Regions from separate parts of the Ovis aries genome. Here region 1 is linked to region 2. Evidence: chromatin contacts called from public Hi-C data. All regions are on one chromosome and are shown on one strand. Each heading gives the region's core, a stretch centred on a gene start, on an enhancer-like site or on the middle of the called end of the contact. The rest is flanking DNA. Distances are from core to core; before and after follow the strand shown. Region 1 overlaps SPRING1 (SREBF pathway regulator in golgi 1). Region 2 has its middle 34 kb from the start of TRNAW-CCA.

Region 1 (4,962 bases), core at 2,112-4,611, 250 kb before region 2:
TTCCAGGGCTGCTGGGTCACACAAGGGGGGAGGGGCGGAGGGGTGACACAGAATACACCATTCTGGTACTATGGGAACGATGCCCTCTGGAGTTGTGAAGTATGGGTGTTCGCCCATCTCCCTGGATCAATGCCTTCTTGGTAGGCAGTGCCCTGGTCACTTAACTCCACAGCCAGTCTGGCATGCAGACATCTTTCTCTGCCTTGTGATCACCAAATTAGATGTCAAAGCCCCTTTCAAGGGCCATTCACTTGGTGACAAAATGGTAAAATAGGGTTGCAATTTTCTTGTTAAATATATGTGCATGTGTACAAAAAGAGATGTATCACATAGTGGTTATCTACAGATAGAAGGATTATGAAAGTTTTTATTCTGTTTACTTCTCTGACTTTCTATAATGTGTCACTTTGTGACTAGGAAAAATGCATATATGGATTTACGCATCAACTGTGTTGCTTTCTCACACCTGCATGTTGGCATTCCATTTTAAAAGTGTCAGTCACTCAGTCACATCCGACTCTTTGCGACCCCATGGACTATAGCCTGCCAGGCTCCTCTGTCCATGGGATTCTCCAGGCAAGAATACTGGAGTGGGTAGCCATTCCTTTTAAACTGGTTCTACTGATCAGTATTATATACAAATACATAGCTTCCTCTGGAGAAGGCAATGGCACCCCACTCCAGTACTCTTGCCTGGAAAATCCCATGGATGGAGGAGCCTGGTAGGCTGCAGTCCATGGGGTGGCTCAGAGTCGGACACGACTGAGTGACTTCACTTTCACTTTTATGCATTGGAGGAGGAAATGGCAGCCCACTCCAGTGTTCTTGCCTGGAGAATCCCAGGGTCGGGGGAGCCTGGTGGGCTGCCATCTATGGGGTCACACAGACTTCGACACGACTGAAACAACTTAGCAGCAGCACATAGCTTCCTCAAATCTTGTCTGGTTTTTTTTTTCATATTTACTTTTATTTATTTACTTGGCTGCACCCTGCCAGGTCTTAGTTGGGACATACAACATCTTCGATCTTCGTTGAGGCATGAGGGATCTTCAGTTGTGGCATGCAAACTCTTGGTTGCGGCATGTGGGTTTTAGTTCCCCGACCAGGGATCGAACCCAGGCACCTGCATTAGGAGCAGAGTCTTAGCCATTGGACCACCAGGGAAGTCCCTCCTCCAATCCTTTATAAAAAGAACCAAGCTGACAGGGAAGCCTGACATGCTGCCGTCCATGAGATCGCAGAGAGTCTGACATGACTTAGCGACTGAACAACAAAGCTATACTAGTGTAAGTCTGTGAATGAGGCAGGATTCAATAAATGGTGCTTGGCCGTCTGAGCAAAAAACGCTCTCTGGAAATCCAAAGTGACGGTTTATCCTAAGGAGGATGGTAACATCATCACCTAAGAATGTTTAGGTATTAATACCATGTTCCCAAAACCAGAAGCTTAAGATCAACCCGACTTTAAATCCCAGGAGACTCTTCTAGGTCTCTGCACTACCTAGCACAGAGCTAGGCAGACAGTAAGTGCTAAGCGAGTACCCGCTGAATGAATGACCGGAGCTGACAATCCCTCGTCACCCCCATTCACAGGGCAACAAGGCTGAACCCAGGGTTTCTCCACCTCGACCCTGCTGACACTGAGCAGTGGACAACCCTCTGTGGTGGGGGCTGTGCAGGGTACTTGAGCGTGTGCCTCAGCTGGAGGCACACAGACATACACACGTCATGACAACCAAAACTGTCTTTATACATTGGCTTATGTCCCCTGGGGGGCAAAATGCCCCTCTGGTTTAACATCACAGGTTTAAAGCAGCACTTTTCAGGACTTGAGGCTAGACCCTAAAACTAGAACCCCTGAAGGCCAGGGCTGGAAGGAACCTTGGGCAGGCTCTCAGGTTCACTTTCGTAGAAAAGAAACACACTGGCGCCAAGATGACTCCAGCGGTGCAGCTCAGTGTTGCTACCCACCATGCTATCCTTTGGGCTTGCATAGTAACTCAGTATCACTTCCTTCAAGGATTGTTATCAGTCACCGCAGGCCTCCCTAACAAAATGCCGTAGACTGGGGAGCTTAAAGGATAGGAATTTATTCTCCTGCAGTCCTGGAGGCTGGGAAGTCTGAGATCAAGGCGTCAATAGGTTTGTTTCTCCCAAGGCCATTCTTAGATTGCAGATGGCGGCCTTCTTAAAGCCCTCTTTAAGGGCTTTCTCTCCCTCTTCTCATAAGGACATAGTCCTAGTAGATTAGAAGCCACCCTCACAGCCTCATTTTAACTTAATCACCTCTTCAGAGGCAGTTTATCTGAATAGGTTACACTGTAACGCACTGAGGGTTGGGAATTCAGTATATGGATTTGGGTAGGAGGAGACAGTTCAGCCCATTATAAGGACTCTGATCAGGGCGAAAAGGGAAGTTACCAGAGCTGTGCTGAAAGGCTAAAATCCTCTTTCAGTGCATTCTTCAAACACTCTTTCTGGCAGGACCAGCAGCAAGAAGGTGAAACATTTTGCTTAAATCAAGGATGATCCAAATCCTAGGCCAAATAGCAAGCTTTAAAGCAAATAACCCCTTCTCCATCTCGACCTCCTTCTCAGCACTCAGCCCACAGTGGCACTTACATCACAGGGGCTAAAAGTCAAGGTCCTGGAGCAAAAAGAGATTGGGTTCGATCACTATCCTGGTTTAAACCACTAAGACGATGTTTTCCCAGACAAAGAAATTAATCTCTGAGTTCTGTAGAATGAGGATAAAAAGACCTACAACTTCATAAGTGTGGTTGTTGAGATTAAATAAGAGGCCTTTAGCGCCAGAAATGATTGGAAGACGGTCGCTGCAATCACAAAGTGCCTGGACTGGGCCCGTGTGCACCTTCCGGGGCTCTGAAGCTGGCATCTATAACCTGGAGAAAAATATAACCCGTGTCAGAACCTGGCTCCTAAAATGAAGATGAGAAAGAACACCTGCCTCAGGAGACACTGCCGTGTGAACGCGATGGGGCCAATGCAGGATGGGACACTGTAAGCAGTTCCCAGATGTTTTTTGTCCAGGTAGGACCAATCAAGAGACTATCCTCCATTTCACCTCAGCAAATGGGTGGGGAGGAAGAAGAGGACGGTATAGGCCCCGAGTTAAGCCTGAGGTCTTCAATGGCACCAGCAGCAGATTTCCTTTTCTTTGCAAAAGGATATGCCTGAGTCCCTGTGCACAAAGTCGACAGGGCTCTGGGAAAGAGTCCTGGTTTGTCCTCACCACCAGATGGTCCTTCGTCTACAGAACAGCCTCATTGTCTCAGTGAGAGGGAGCCCACGTGGGCACAGGTCTCCCGGTCTCCCAACAAGGACTATGCTGAGGACAGAAAACCTAAGTAACTGGTGCCCCCAAGTGGCACAGAGAGCAACTGTTGGCGTTTGTGCCCCCAACACCTCCTGCTCTCTCCTCTCCCCTTCCTCCCATCTCTCCAGCTTCTCTTTCCCCTTTTTTCCTTGACAGAGTGCCCATGAGCATCGTTTAACTCGGCAGTCATCCTTAAAGGTCTGAAAAGACTGTGATGAAAAGAAAGGGCTTTAAGATCATATTGGACTTGATTCCATAGTTCCTCCCTCTGTTAAATCAGGTCAATGAGCTTATTTGTGTCAAATAAATGAGCCTGGCTGGCTGCTAAGCGGCTGCAAGACCATTTATATCAGGCCTCCAAGCTGGCATGCAGCAGGCTGCAGGCAGAGCTTAGGAAGGGCACGGGTGTCAGGGCTTACACTCTCAGAGCACACCCTGGATTGCTGCCCAGGCAAAAACTTCCTCAGAGAAACTGAGTCCAGCACGTGCGGGGGACTCCAGGCCTCTTGAGGCTCTGGAGGGAAGCACAAAGGATGCCAGCTCCAAATAGCAACCCATGGAGCATCTAGAACATCTTTAGAAACTGACATCCCTCTTGCCCTCAAAACCCATCCCCGTGGACCACAAACTTGACAAAACATGGCCGCTTTAAACTCACCTCATCCTTTTCCCGAAGCAGGTATCCAGAAAGATGGTCCCCCTGTATCCCTCCCAGACATTTTATAATTCTATTTTTTTAATTTCCTTGATTGCTGCACTTAGTGATTCACTGAAATGAATGACATAGTTGGGGATATTCGGAGTGGGGCTCCCCTCATCTTTTTTCCTCAGCTCTCTCAAGAAAGTGGGGTTCTGCCATGACAGGTTTCAACCTCCTCATGCTTCCTGCGGGTCAACTCTGGCTGAGGTAGGATGCCTGTAATTTATTTGTGAGGAACACAAAGACTTGTCTCCCTACTGTGTAAAAATAAAAGAAAAGGGATGTAGAAAGGCAATGCCAAATTTGTGTGCAGTTCTAAAAGGGCTTTCAGCCCTACCCTGACTTTATGTTGAGGCCCAGATGATACAATTAAAATGTACACTTTTCCCATTCTGTAAATTAATTAGCTATAATTGAGTTAAGCCAACCCGATAGGAACTGTTTATTTTAAAATATTATACAGCAAGATTCTACCTTTATTTACGTACTAACACAAAATATACATTTATGTACAAAAAAAGGCAAAACTTTACATCAAAACTTTAATTAGTGGTTATCTCTGGGGGGTGCTGGGGATCTGATAATTTAATATCTTTGTAATTTCCTATATTTTGAGATTTCTGCCTAGTAATCACAAAAGATATGAAAGGGAAACCTTTTACTGAGCAGTAACTACAGAAGCCCTAAATAGGAATTCCAAGATGCTCTGAGCATCTCAGGTTAAGCATATCTAAATAATTTAGCACTGTGTTAAGGTACAGCTACAAAGCACATTCTGGGCCTCCTTGCCAAAAGGCAGCTGTTTTTATGATGGAAAACACAGCAGCTGTCTTCACAGGTGCAGAGCAGCAATACATGATAAGTTGGTCCCAGCAGAGAAGAATATGGTGTCTATTTAATATTTGAGGAGAGAGGCAGAAAATGGT
Region 2 (4,846 bases), core at 129-2,628:
CATTACCTGGAGTCCTAGAACTTTTGAGTCCTGAGGGTTGTGGAAGGCTTTCTTTTTCAGATTAAGGTCTTCATCATAAAAGATGCACATCCAGCTAGAGAGGATGACAGAGCCAGAGAGAGAGAGAGAGAGAGGCTCTGGGACCCGTCCCTCCTCCCGAGAGCGCAGCTGTGTCAGTGGGGTTTCCTGCTTCCCTTCAGAAAGCCCCATCACTTCCCAGATGAAGCTGGCCTGCAGCTGGCGAATCACGCATGTATTGTGCTTGATCTCACTGCTGTGACCCCCGAGTGACACTGCTCTGCGTGGTGCCCATCTCTCAGAGTCTCACCACTGGGGAAAGTAGCTTCTCCTTTAAGCAGCAGCCCCCTTGCAGTCTGATTTCACTGTTCATTTTGCAGATAGAGTCTCCCTCTTAGCTTTGCAGGAATTAAGGATAATGAAAGAGTTCAAAAGAAATTAGACCCAGAAAATTTTACTGAAAATAAAAATAGTTTTCAGCTACTTTGATTCACTGCCAGGTCCAGGGTAAAAAGCAAGCGTGGGGTTTTTCCTTCCTAGCCTGTTGATAACATAAACCACCTGGGTTTTGTGAAGAGTTTCCTGGACCCAGACTATAACCTCCAGGCACGCCGAGCTCAGTCAGCGTTTTTTTGCAGTAAACCTTATGTCCCGGAAGAAGTCGCCCTGATGGGGAAACGTTTGTAGTTCCTTTGTGAACAACCACTCTCCAGTGGCTTCAAGAAATCTGGGCCCACGTGCACCCCTGCCCGCCCCACCTCACCTATGTCCCCGCTGGCTGTTTCGTGGGAACTCCTCTGCCGGCTGAGTTCTTAGCTTACTGACCCGAAGTCTGCTCTGCTCCTTCAGCCTCAGCCCCAGGTCTTCCCTGAAGATCAGGACAGCCCTCTGGGGGAGCCAGAGGGCCAAACGCCAGGGACCTTTGTCTGGCTTTTTCCACTTTATGACATGTCTGTGTTCTGATACTACATTTTTCAAGTGTGTGTATTGCCAAAATTATTCACCCTGGCAAGGTGTGTGGCACCAGCGCCCCCAGCACACCACTCTACCAGCTGTCCCTTCTCCCCCCAAAAGTCTCACGTAGCATGTTGAAGAGTTTTCCCCCAGAACCACTGTTAGAGGGGCTCCTAGCCCAGGATCCAGGAGACCCACACACAGTGTGTGAAACTCTGCATAAAGGCGTTTTCTGGGAGGAAGGGTGCCTCTTCGTCAGATTCTCCACGGGAAACCCGAGTTCCCCGAGGATTCCAGCTGCGGCCACTAGATGGCGCTGCCCAGGGAGTGATTCACTTGAGGACACATCCCAGGGCCCCATCTTCCCCTGCAAGGAGAGCCTGCCCTGGCTGAGGGGGTTCAGCTGATTCGAGGAAAACGCAGTGTCCCCAAGAGTGGAGTTCTGGTCCAAGTCCTCCGTACCCTCCAGAGCCAGGACTCTCTGCATTTGCGAGAACAGTGTGTCACCCTGCATCCAGATGGCAAACACTGGGCACAGTGAACCAGCCCTGCTCGCCACTGGAGAGAAGTGGCCTGGTGGGGATGCAGCCTTCTCTTACTGGGGCCGGTCAGGACGGGCAGAGCTGGGGGCTGCTGGCCTTCCCTTACTCAGGCCTTCGCTCTGCACAGCGGCTGTGGCATCCGGGAGCGAGCGGTGCCAGCCGCCAGGCCCCGGATTCCCAACCACACGGACCTGCCCACCTCACCCGCAGTCAGGCCAGATGGCTCCCTGGCTGCTGTGCAGGGCCCAGGGCAATTTGGATGGCGCTACCTGGGGTGGGCAGTGGCAGGGCCCCCTCTCATTGGGCTCCAGCCGGTGCCATGTGGGCACTAGCCTGCTCTCTCCCTGCCTCTGCTGCTGAGCGGAGGCTTCCAAGCAGAGGCTCCACCAGGGAACTTCTCTGCCCCTAGAATGGGTGGGCAGGCTCCCCCACACCCAGAACCGAGCCTGTCCCAATCTCCCCTCGCCCAGCGCGAACGCCCCCTCCTTGATTCCTAGAGGGAGGCTGCAAGCTGCTCCTTGGGCGCATCCATCCACCTTAGTGCATCCGCCCACCTGACCGCTGCCCCGTGGGCTTTTCCGGGGTAAAGACAGGAAACCCAGTTCCTGCTGACCTGGTCCACCAGTGGGTTAGGAGGAAGAGCAGCCACCACGTGCCCATCAGAGCCCCCAGTCCTAGGGGCCAAGTTCCTCCAACCACTGAATCCCTCCTGGCATTGATCACCGGTTCTGGAGAAGCCCAGAGACAAAGGCAATACTGACACCCTGGGAGGTGGTGGTGAAAGCCCCGGCTCCTCCCAAGGAGGAGCTCCTTGGGAGCCTTCCCAAGGTCACTGTGGGGGAGGACAGCTTGCAAGGCAACTTGTATTTTTAACTCCATCAACCTACGGCAAGTCACTGTGCTGTGAGGTTGAGCTTCAGCCTGGTGAACCCCAGGCAGCAGAGATGGGTTCACCTGCTCGGTGACAAGGATCAGATCCACACATGAACCTGCTTCCCATTAGCAAAGCACATAAAGAACATCCCCAGCCACCCCTGGGGTCAGAAAATAAACTGCTGAAGTCTAGGCATAACTCGAAAACTTGTTCCCTCAGAGGGTGCTCAGCTAAAACTGAAAGTTCCTGCCATCTTACTCCATTCCTTTATCCATAATTCATGTCTAACGTGGCTGCAGGTTCCCCTTGAGCTTCTCGTATTAGATTTCCATTACACAGCCCTTTGGTAAACCTACCACATGGCCGTGTGTGTGTCAAATTGCTGTATTCTAACAGCCAAAAGCAGAGTTCTGGTAACATTTTCTCCTTGGTCATATGGCAACACTGGACTAATCCTGCCTTCACCCCAATTCCTGGGAAGTGGGTGGAGAACGTGGGGAGAGGTGACCTCACCCTCATCCTGCACGCTGTGGACACGTCCCTGCTCCGTCTCCTCCACCCACAGCCCGAGGCCCTCAGAGCACTGACTTCAAATATTTGATTTAGCATTGATTAGTCATGAGTATAATTCCCAATAAGAGAAAAGCTGTAAAACAAGGGCATTTGTTCTACAGCAGGCAAATTGAGAAATCAACAGACACATCACTTCAGACAGGGGCAGAGCTACACTCACTCGGGGTCTCTGCCCCTCCTGAGCACACTCACTGGTCCAGCCTGTCACAGGAGCCAAAGACTTGTGCCCAGGGCAGTGACCCTCGTTATTTCCAGTCAAAGGCCAGCAGACTAGGGAATAACTGCCCTCCCTAGGAGTGGGTCTGCCCTAACTAACAGCCGACCCCAATCACTCCCTGGATGACCAAATGAATGAAAACACCACCTCATGCACACGGTGCCCTGGGAGCCCGCAGGAGAGCCCCAGGCTGGCTCTGGCCCGCCTTGTGGTGGAAGGAAGTCAGACTCCCTCCGTGACAGTGGGGTGTCATCATGCTCTTGGGCAGCACGGACCAGGCTCGGGGTGAATAAATCCCTTTCAAACTAGCAGTTTAGGTAAGCCGTGGCCAAAGCTCCAAAGACATCCAGCCAGCCCTTGGTGGTCTAAACAAGTGCAAACGTACGCTCTGTACCCACAGTGGCTACGCTCCCAGATGCAGGCTGGGCAGGTGCAAGGTCTGTTATTTACAAAAACACTACGTTCATGAACTGCCTTTGTCGAGAAGACTGAAGCACACTGGGAGAATCCCAGAAAATTCAGCCCTCGCTGGCCATGCCAGCAGGCCTGCTGCTAAGCGACTCCGCAGGCCCCTGGCATTCGTGCTAGGCGGAAAAGGGCTCGGCAGGGGCCGGGGGCTAGGGGCGTGTGCACTTCGGCCAGGCTGCGGGTGTCTCACTGCAGGCCCGTCCTGGACGAGCGCTGACTAGCACTTACATGGGACCAGCTCTCCTGACTGCAGGTCTTTCTAAATTCCTTCTGCTGGCAACCAGATCCCAGCAGCGGGAGGAGCGGGGAGGGATGTTGGAGTCAGGGGTGGGGGCAATCACATCCCAGTCTCCCGCACAAATGCTGGCACGGGGAGGGTAAGAAGCAGAGGCCTCGGGCTTTGCTCCTGAAAATGTCAAAACATTTCTGGAATTCAGCACCAAACAAGCAAATCCAAAAGTACGGCACTGGGAACTACATCCAGTCTCCTGGGATAAACCATAGTGGGAAGGAATATACAAAAAGGATGTACGTATTATATGTCTAACTGAATCACTCTGCTGTACAGCAGAAATTAGCACAATGTTGTAAATCAACTATACTTCATTAAAAGGCCAAAAATCAGTAAAAATTACAAAAAAGCAGCAGAGCTCCGGAAGTGACTCCATACGGCTCTCAACTCACCAGAGATGGAGATGGGCTGGCGCTGTCCCAGAGGCCTGTTTGCACATCGGGTCCATGGAGCCAGCGTTCCTCAGGCCCCGCTGGGGTCGGAGGTCCCAGCCGCCCCACCATGCGCTCCCCAGGGCTGGAACGCCCACGTCAGCGCTCACCATCTGAATAAGGAGGGCTTCCCAGCTCTGCCGCCCCCCTCAGACACAGGCTCCTCAACTCTGTGCTAGGTGGTCACGCTTCCCTTCATTGCCTCGTGGCTCTGTTTTGGCTTCAAAATACCAACATTCACCTCGTCCTAAGCAACACGTCTGCTGTGTGCACCTGACACAGCTCCAGGGGCACGTAGACCCGGGCGCTGGGCATCGGATGAAGGCTCCAGGGTGTGCCTGTTACAATCTGAACCCCAACGTGTGAGTGTACGGTAGGTAAAAGATGCTTAATACCAAAACTGAATTGCAAATTTAAGAGCACAAAGAATAATAGCAGTAACCAGTGATGAGGGGAGCTTTCCTAGAAGGCTAGGAA

Evidence for each region. Hi-C and Micro-C count contacts between places; a contact is called where the count stands out from the background.
Region 1: a Hi-C map of hypothalamus shows a contact between it and region 2, with 4 times the contacts expected there. The contact joins two enhancer-like sites. A contact is called at or near these places in 2 of 16 Hi-C or Micro-C datasets (hypothalamus and tail adipose tissue).

Annotation. Positions count from the first base shown.
Region 1 is chr17:58,302,705-58,307,666 of ARS-UI_Ramb_v3.0, reverse strand. All of the region lies in intron 4 of SPRING1 (SREBF pathway regulator in golgi 1), which reads right to left. Among named protein-coding and RNA genes, the nearest start is that of SPRING1, 23 kb to the right of the region's middle. Within about 2 kb of position 3,361, at least 8 of the 54 cell types and tissues checked have an H3K27ac peak or open chromatin away from gene starts, as enhancers often do. A contact at or near this core is called in hypothalamus, where this site is marked.
Region 2 is chr17:58,046,718-58,051,563 of ARS-UI_Ramb_v3.0, reverse strand. No RefSeq gene overlaps it. Among named protein-coding and RNA genes, the nearest start is that of TRNAW-CCA, 34 kb to the left of the region's middle. Within about 2 kb of position 1,378, at least 12 of the 54 cell types and tissues checked have an H3K27ac peak or open chromatin away from gene starts, as enhancers often do. A contact at or near this core is called in hypothalamus, where this site is marked.